2 separate regions of the Xenopus laevis genome follow, and region 1 is linked to region 2. The links are chromatin contacts, called in public Hi-C maps. All regions are on one chromosome and are shown on one strand. Each heading gives the region's core, a stretch centred on a gene start, on an enhancer-like site or on the middle of the called end of the contact. The rest is flanking DNA. Distances are from core to core; before and after follow the strand shown.

The links. A called contact is a pair of places that touch in the nucleus more often than the background predicts.
Region 1: a Hi-C map of the XTC cell line shows a contact between it and region 2, with 5 times the contacts expected there. The contact joins two enhancer-like sites. A contact is called at or near these places in 3 of 4 Hi-C or Micro-C datasets (the XL177 cell line, the XTC cell line and animal cap).

What each region holds. Positions count from the first base shown.
Region 1 is chr9_10S:46,265,781-46,269,567 of Xenopus_laevis_v10.1, reverse strand. The region is part of intron 3 of prkca.S (protein kinase C alpha type); the gene reads right to left. Among protein-coding and RNA genes, the nearest start is that of LOC108702164, 51 kb to the left of the region's middle. Within about 2 kb of position 2,392, at least 1 of the 7 cell types and tissues checked has an H3K27ac peak or open chromatin away from gene starts, as enhancers often do.
Region 2 is chr9_10S:46,181,218-46,185,329 of Xenopus_laevis_v10.1, reverse strand. No RefSeq gene overlaps it. Among protein-coding and RNA genes, the nearest start is that of prkca.S, 13 kb to the left of the region's middle. Within about 2 kb of position 1,614, at least 1 of the 7 cell types and tissues checked has an H3K27ac peak or open chromatin away from gene starts, as enhancers often do.

The DNA.
Region 1 (3,787 bases), core at 1,143-3,642, 83 kb before region 2:
AGACAGTGAGGGAGAGATGGATAAATGCCTAAGGGAAGGGGAAGTTCAACAGCAGAGCAGCGATACAGTGTTGCTGGTGTGTATTTATGCACTTGATCCTGAAAGAAGCTGGCGGATAGGCTTGAAATGACAGTGATACATTGTATTTGTTGCTTCTATAGGAAACACTTGTATAAGATTTACTGGCAGATGGGGGCTAGGTCACTAGAGGGGGCTCTTGCTGCATCCAATTTATTTTAACTGTTTCCCTTGGCTCATTAACACTAAAGGCAATGTAGAAAACCAGTGAATCCTTTTAGCCCATGCCCGTTTGACAATAGGAAAGAGAGCAGCCCGCAGCATTAAATACAGATAATCAGATCTCTGTACCTGGGTAAATACTGGGGTGGGGAGGTTGGATTCAAATACCCAAAGGAGGTTCCTGATTATCCATGTAGAGAGCAGTCCAGGAGCAGGAAGTACACAGAAACAGAGTACTTGGCTAGGTATTGGGGGACAGGACACCACATTCATTTACCCAAGGGGATGATCCTGACTGACCATGGGAAAGAGAGCAGCCCAGAAGCAGGAATTACAAGAATCAGAGCTTTGTGCCTAAGTAAATACTTGGGGGGGAGAAATTGGATTCACTTGCACAGGGAGAGGCAGAAGCGTAACTAGAGGGGGGCGGGCCCTGGCGCAGGACGCGCAGCCGGGCCCCAGCCCCCCTCCGTACACCCGGAAACTGTCTGGGAATGTGCGCAGCGGCGCGCGGACTGCCGGGGGGCCCTGAGGGGGGGGCCTGGCCCACTCACACCCCCTGCTCCCCCGGTAGTTCCGCCACTGGTTCCAGGCTGGCCATGGGAAAGAGAGCAGCCAAGGAGCAGGAGGATGTTACAAGTGGAGCAGTTTCTAACCTATACAGGATGCCAAAATAAGTAAAGTAAAATAAGCTAGGCAAAACCAGAGAAAGAAGCATGTATAACTGCAGTCTGCTAGGAGCCTCTAGTGACACATGGAAAGGAATTAGGCAGCCCCTGATATATAAGACCACCCTTCTTAGAAGATCAACAGACGGAGACAGAACAATACACCTGACGTAGTAGAGTATATGTTTACTAATTTGATTAAGACTAGCACTAAACACTGCTCAGTATGTACTGTATTTACTGTAATGTTGTATGAATAAAATGTCTGCAGCACATGGCCGAGGCCCTGTATTATCAGCTAGATGAAGTGGCTTGGATCTGGATCTGCCCCTAACACAGATAATGGAAATGGTTTGATTGTTGTACATCCCTGCAGCATGCACTTCAACTCCCCACAAAAGCTCATCAGTCCCAGCTCCTGCCCCCCTCCCACTGTGCAGCCACAAACCTCCTTATAAAGTAAAACTGAATCTTAGTTGGATTCGCACCTTCAGAGCTCAGGGGAACTGGATCTTCTCTCTGGGATCATGCAGTGCGGAGGGGGGGGTTTGAGACTATAATATTTACACTGGTTCTTATCTGAATCCTCTGGCAGTTTGGTCTGAAAAACCCCACAAAATGTTAATGTATGTATGTATAGCAGCAGAAATGTAACCAGTTATTATTTATTATAAATAAATATATGTCTAAGTGTTTGTCTAGGTGTTTTGATACACCGTTTGGCCGAGGTCCCTGCCCCAAAGAACTTACAATCTCTTAGGAAGAGACAGGCAGACAGACAAAAAGGGGTGGGGAAGAAGTGCAGTGATCCCCAACCAGTGGTTAATGAGCCAACCTCTTGAATGTTGCTCCCAGTGGCCTCAAAGCAGTTGATTATTTTTGAATTCCAGGCTTGGAGGCAAGTTTTAATTGCATAAAAACCAGATGTACTGCTAAACAGAGGCTCCTGTAGGCTGTCAGTCAACATAGGGCTACCGAGTCACAGCGAATCACAGCCCTTATTTGGTACACCTCAGGAACATTTTCATGCTTGTGTTGCTCTCCAACTGTGTTTAAATTTGAATGTGGCCCATGGAGAAAAAGTTTGAGAAATGTAAGGAACCCGTTACATATATATTTACACCCTACTTTGGTTGAAGGGTGTAATGTAAGCATGCAGGGAGTTGTTAAGGATCTTTATACTATAGAAAAAGTGGCTCATAACTACAGTGTAACTGAACTAGGCCTTATAGTTAGGGATGCCACCTTTTCTGGAAAAAAATACCAGCTTTCCTATATGTTTATCTTTTTACCCTATTAATAACATTGGGATCAGCCATCATTTTCATAGGCCAGGCCGGTATAGTACCGGCCAGGTGGCAACCCTACTTAAAGGGCGAGATGGAGATGGGAGGTGCAACTAGAGTGCGCCGAGCCCCCCTGCAAAAAAATCTTCAGAGGGCCCCAGCACACTCCGATCCCCATACTGGCGCCCACTCCCCATCCAGACTCCACCCCCAGACCCCGCAGTCCGGGCCCCCCTTTTTCCTGGCCCCCCTGTGACTGCGGTGTCTGCTTCCACTACAGTTAGGCCACTGGAGGGCAAGATAGAGACAGGAGGGAAAGATTGAAAGAGGATGGAAAGATGGAGCCAGCAGTGAGAGAAGGTGACCCAACCCAAACCCAACCTGAGCCTGGCAGCACACAGATTATACTGAATCACTGAAAAGCTGTTATCTATACCCAATCAAATGACTTCTCCACTTATCACCGATAGTCTGTAAGGTCAAGGGACAGAGATAATTAAATGTAATTAGATGTACTTAATGCTATAGCAAACTGGCAGCTCCTGCATGAAGATCAAATAGGCTCTTTGTACTGTGCCTCACGGGTGCCAACACAGAATATGGAGATAACAGAGCAAAAGCGGGTTATTTTTCCTGTCCTGTACAGAGCCACACTATTCAGGCACAGAGCATACAATCTAACGTTCACTTCTCATTAACCTACAAAAGGTACCTGCATCTGTATTGGTTCATGCCTTACAGGAGGAGCGATGCAGGAAACCCATATTGTACCTGAGTTATGACATGAGCCATACAGGGAATAGCAGGGTCTGGGAGTTACAAAAGGAGCCATAGAGGGAATAGCAGGGTCTGGAAGATAAAGAAGGAGCCATACAGGGAATAGCTGGGCCTGGGAGTTACAAAAGGAGCCATATACCACAGAGCAGATTACATAGTTGTTATGTTGATCAAACTTCCCTTTCCTTCACTCCTGCCAACACAGGCTGCATCTATTCACTTTGCGTTTGGGTGGGAGGGGAGACAGGGGCGTAGGGATAAAACATATGTTGTAGCTGATGTGAAGAAAGGAACCATGTGTGGTGCCAATTAATGCCAGAGAAACCCCACCCCATCTACCCCATAGGGACAAGGGACCAAACATTGTTCATATACAGAACTTCCAGTGTATCTTTTCTTTTCCTTTTTCTTTTTCCTAATGAGCTTTCTGCAACTGTTTGCACATCTAATCCCTGAATAGAGAGCTGTCCCTGTTGGCAACCAGTTGCATTTGGCATTCCTACGACTCTTTAGCAATGAAAATGCAGAGATTGCAGTCCTACATACTGCAAAGGTGTGAATGTCAGAGAGAAGCCTTGGGAGCAGAGCAACGAATCACTGCACTCTGGATAAGTAACTGGTTCCTGTGGCCCTAAAGAGCCCTTCTGCATTCTGTGTGGCTCATGAGGCAGCCAAGTGGCAGATCATCCTTCAGGATTCTGAGGCAGTACAGAGTCATTTGGCAGAAGATAACATCTTACTGATGGCTAAGGACAGATGAAGTGACTCTTAACTTAGTATGAGAAGTGCTTTAATAAGCTGGCAGGGCCCCGGCTT
Region 2 (4,112 bases), core at 365-2,864:
TGTCAAGGTTCACAGCATTTTGATGTGAATGTAACTTATGTAAGCTTTAGGCAAGTATAGGCAGCTTTTTTGTTCAAGAAATTTAAATATGTAAACTGTGCAAGTTGTAATGTAACTTTGTACATAACTTACACAGTTTGAGTAACTTTTGTAATGTGGCTGTGTCCCTTTTTGGATCAACATTTCAACGGGTCTGGGATAACAGTCCCCCCTGCGCCCCAATGCTGGCCCTGTATTCAGTAAGTCTTGATGACTTTCTGTAGTTTAGGCTCTGTGTCTTATAGTCAGACATGAAGCACCCCAGGTAACTGAATACAGTGGGACCCCAGACCCGCTGTTGGCGGCACCTATCGACCTCCCTCCCAGCCCCCCGTCATCAGAAAAAAAGGTAGGGGCGAGGGGGTCAGGAAGGTTGCAGCTGGGGGGGTTCTGAGGTATCTGTGTCTTCACCACTGTGGCAGGGGCCTGAAGTAGCAAACCCAGTGGGCCCTGGGCCCCCCAGTCCAACCCTGAGTATGTCTGCTCCTGGGAGGGGAAAGCAAAACAAATCACATACCATATACGTATAAAATGAGCTGTTATACACTAGCTGTATCTAGCCATATCTAGATTCTGTCTCTGATCTATATGATTTTAATTAATCAGGAGATAATAATAATTGCCCCCATAACCCAAACCTCCCAAAGGGATTTTATAAAAGTGATAAGAAAGCAGTATTGTAAGGGAGTTACTGAGCCCCAGGGCAAAATTTATGGGAATAAGACATCAGCTAGGGTTGGCACCTTTGCTGTAAAAAAATACCGGCCTTACTCTATATTTATCATTTTTCCCTATCAATAACATTTGGATCAACCATCGTTTTTACTGGCCAGGCCGCCAGGTGGCAACCCTAACATCAGCCTATGCTCTACTGGCCCCCTATAACTCCTTGGCCAGCAAGTCAAGGGATCTATTCACCATGTAGGTACTCCCAGGAAGAACATGTTATAGTTAGGAGGGGACTCTCACACTCCCAGTACCAGAGCTTGATGCCAATCATTGACATGCCAGGGGGGGGTTGGGTCAGGAGACAGGGGGGCCTTGACTGCATGATCTGCTTCCTCTATAGTTGTATAGTTGTCAGAATCCCCACTCCCATAGCTTCCCTGGGACACGAGTGGGGGATGCAACCATTAAGGGCAGGGCCCTACACAGTGGGCGCCCCTAGGCCCACTGCCATTCGTCTCCCCTGTCCCCTCCCTTTAATCACCAGAGCAATGGGGATCGGGGCACGGGAAATTTAATGATTGTATCTCCTGCGCATCCCCAGTGTTTTTGAACCAATGTGGGTGTGGTTGGGCAGAATTCCGCCCCCCCTAAAATCCTGCCGCCCTAGGCCCGGGCCTTGGTGTCCTTTCCACAAATCCGGGCCTGATTAAGGGCAGTGGCCTACAAGGAGATTTGTTGTCCATGCTTATTTATGCACGACTGAGGGCTGCACCTCTCTTGAAAATGCCTCTCCACTGGAAAGAAATGACACCACTGGGGGTAAATCCTACACATCCCAAAGCTGCCTGCAGTTTCCTCCCGAGGCAACTTCGGCAATGTTGGAAGAACGAAGCGATGCGTTGGTTTTAACGCTGACGATTTCCAATGAAGATTTGTTGCCCATGGTCATGCATTTTTATCAGGAGCGACAAATCTCCTTGTGGGCCATGGCGATGGGTTGCCACCTGGCCGGTATTTGACCAGCCTGGGCAGTAAAAATGATGGTTGATCCCAGTGTAATTTTACCTACGTTACCTTCCAGTCCGATGCGATGAGACTAATCGCAGGCCACACGTCAGATGCGCCAAATCTAATGTAAGTAATACAAATGTCGCACGTAGAAGCTAATTGCAACTGACACAACAATGCAATCAGGGCATACGTGCAACATTTGTATTACTTACATTAGATTCTACGCATCCGACGTGACGCCTGTGATTAGTCTCATTGTGTCGAAAACTAAAGGTAGCGCAGGTAAAATTACCCGTGTAGTTCTACCCTTATTAACATTGGGATCAACCATAATTTTTACCGGAAGTATCACAGGTAAAATTGCTGTGGAGTTCTACCTTTAGAGGGAAAAAAGATAAATATATAGGAAGGCCGGTATTTTTTTCCAGAAAAGGTGGCAACCCTAGCCACTGCCTTAAGGCTGGTGGAGGGGGTGCTGCTCCAGCCCTCTGAAGATTTTTTTTTTTTTTGCAGGGGTCATGGTGCACTAATGCCAATGTAATTAATAGAGAAAAAAAAATAGGAAGGCTGTTATTTTTTTTAACAGAAATGGTGGCAACCCTAAAGAGTGGTTAGAACCCACCTATTGAGTATATAAGGGCAGACGGTAAAGTTACAGTAAAGTGTATGTGGGTTTGGTGACTAGTACAGACTGCAGTCACTCTTCAGAACTGGGTTAGGGGATACAGGCTCAGACTGTGAGTCAGAATAGGCGCAGGCATTTAAAATACACAAAGGGCCAAATAGCCCACCACCAGCCCACTAAACAGTGACTTTCAATGACATCTTACTTACAGCAGCCCCTCTGGTATCTGCCAGACTCCACAGATTGGCAGTCCGGGCCCGAGATTTATCCCGTTTCTCTATATTAACCCTGCCTATTCTAACAGCTGACGCTATCCCTTTCTGGAGGAGAAGCGCTCCTTTTAGAGTTCATACGTAGATCTACAATCTGGGTTTATGGAGACTAGGGGAACAAAATGAATTTTAGCGTTATTAATATTTTGACAGCTCAACCCACAGTCCCTCGTTTGTACTGGAAAGTCCCTATTTTCTCTGCACTGAACAGGCAGAAAAAGAAACAATGTTTCTAACATAATTGGCTTTTGGCAGAGAGCCCAGAACAGCCACAGCAGCAGATAAGATACTTTTGTAACAATTTTGAGATAAGCAAATAAGTCATTGTAACAATATAAGATAACAGTTCCTTGGGAGAAGTAAAGCTTGCCATAGACGTGCAGATTTACCTGCAATATCGGACGAACGAATGAACTTCCCCATCTCCGACCTGCCACTAACCATTCCGATCAAATAAAGTAGAAAAGAACAGATCAGCCGATGTTCTGCCCCTGACAGCAATCGTACGAAAGTTATGTCCGAAAAAAGCTGGTGACAGTTTCCCTCTGAAAATCGTACGATCGGCAATACATGCAGAGATATTATCGGCAGCCGACAGAAATCTTTTAACCTGTCCGATCGACCAAATGACTGATCTCCGCTGGACGAAAAATGTCGGGTCTCTCCACACACGGTCCGAAAATCGTACGAATTGTGGATTCCTACGATCGGATCTTTGTGTCTATGGCCAGCTTTAGACTCACAGCGTAAAGGGCAATTCACCTTAATTAGTGAAAACTGCAAAAAAAAAAAACACAGAAATAAGTTCAAACTATCATAACCTGCCAAATTAACATGGTAATTAGGGGGCGTGGCTACAAAATGGGCGTGGTCAAAACATTTTCCCAGCAACTTTTTTGTTCCTCTTTTTATTTCCAAAATGTTGGGAGGTATGGAATGCCCCCTGTACCTCATATCATTGCCTTAACCCTCTGTGTGTGGTTCAGTAGTTGGGTCATTGGTTACCAGAGTACGTCACAGAGGCAAAGTTGCAGTTCAGAAAAGGCACTGGCAGAGGGAACTAAGGGGCATGTATACTAACATTGGAGATAAATATCTGGAGAAATTTCTGGAGATGTTGCCCATGGCAACCAATCAGCAATTAGATTTAAACAGCCACAGCCAAGTTAGAAAACAAAAGCAAAGATCTGATTGGTTGCTATGGGCAACATCTCCAGAAATCTCTCCAGATATTTATCTCCAATGTTAGTAAACATGCCCCTTAGTGTTCGATGGAACGTGGCGTTGCGTCGCCTTGGCAACAAACCCGGCAGGTTTGCGGAAGTGCGTCACCGGGTGTGTGTGTAAGCGAGGGAGTTTCAAATGAGAGCTGCAGGTCAATAGTGTGTTGTATTTTCTTGTCTTGGCTTTTCCCTTAGCGCTGTGCCGTGTGCTTCCTGTGTTTCCTGTGTTTATATGTACTTACCTTCCCCTCTTTACTCCTCCAAGTCTCAATA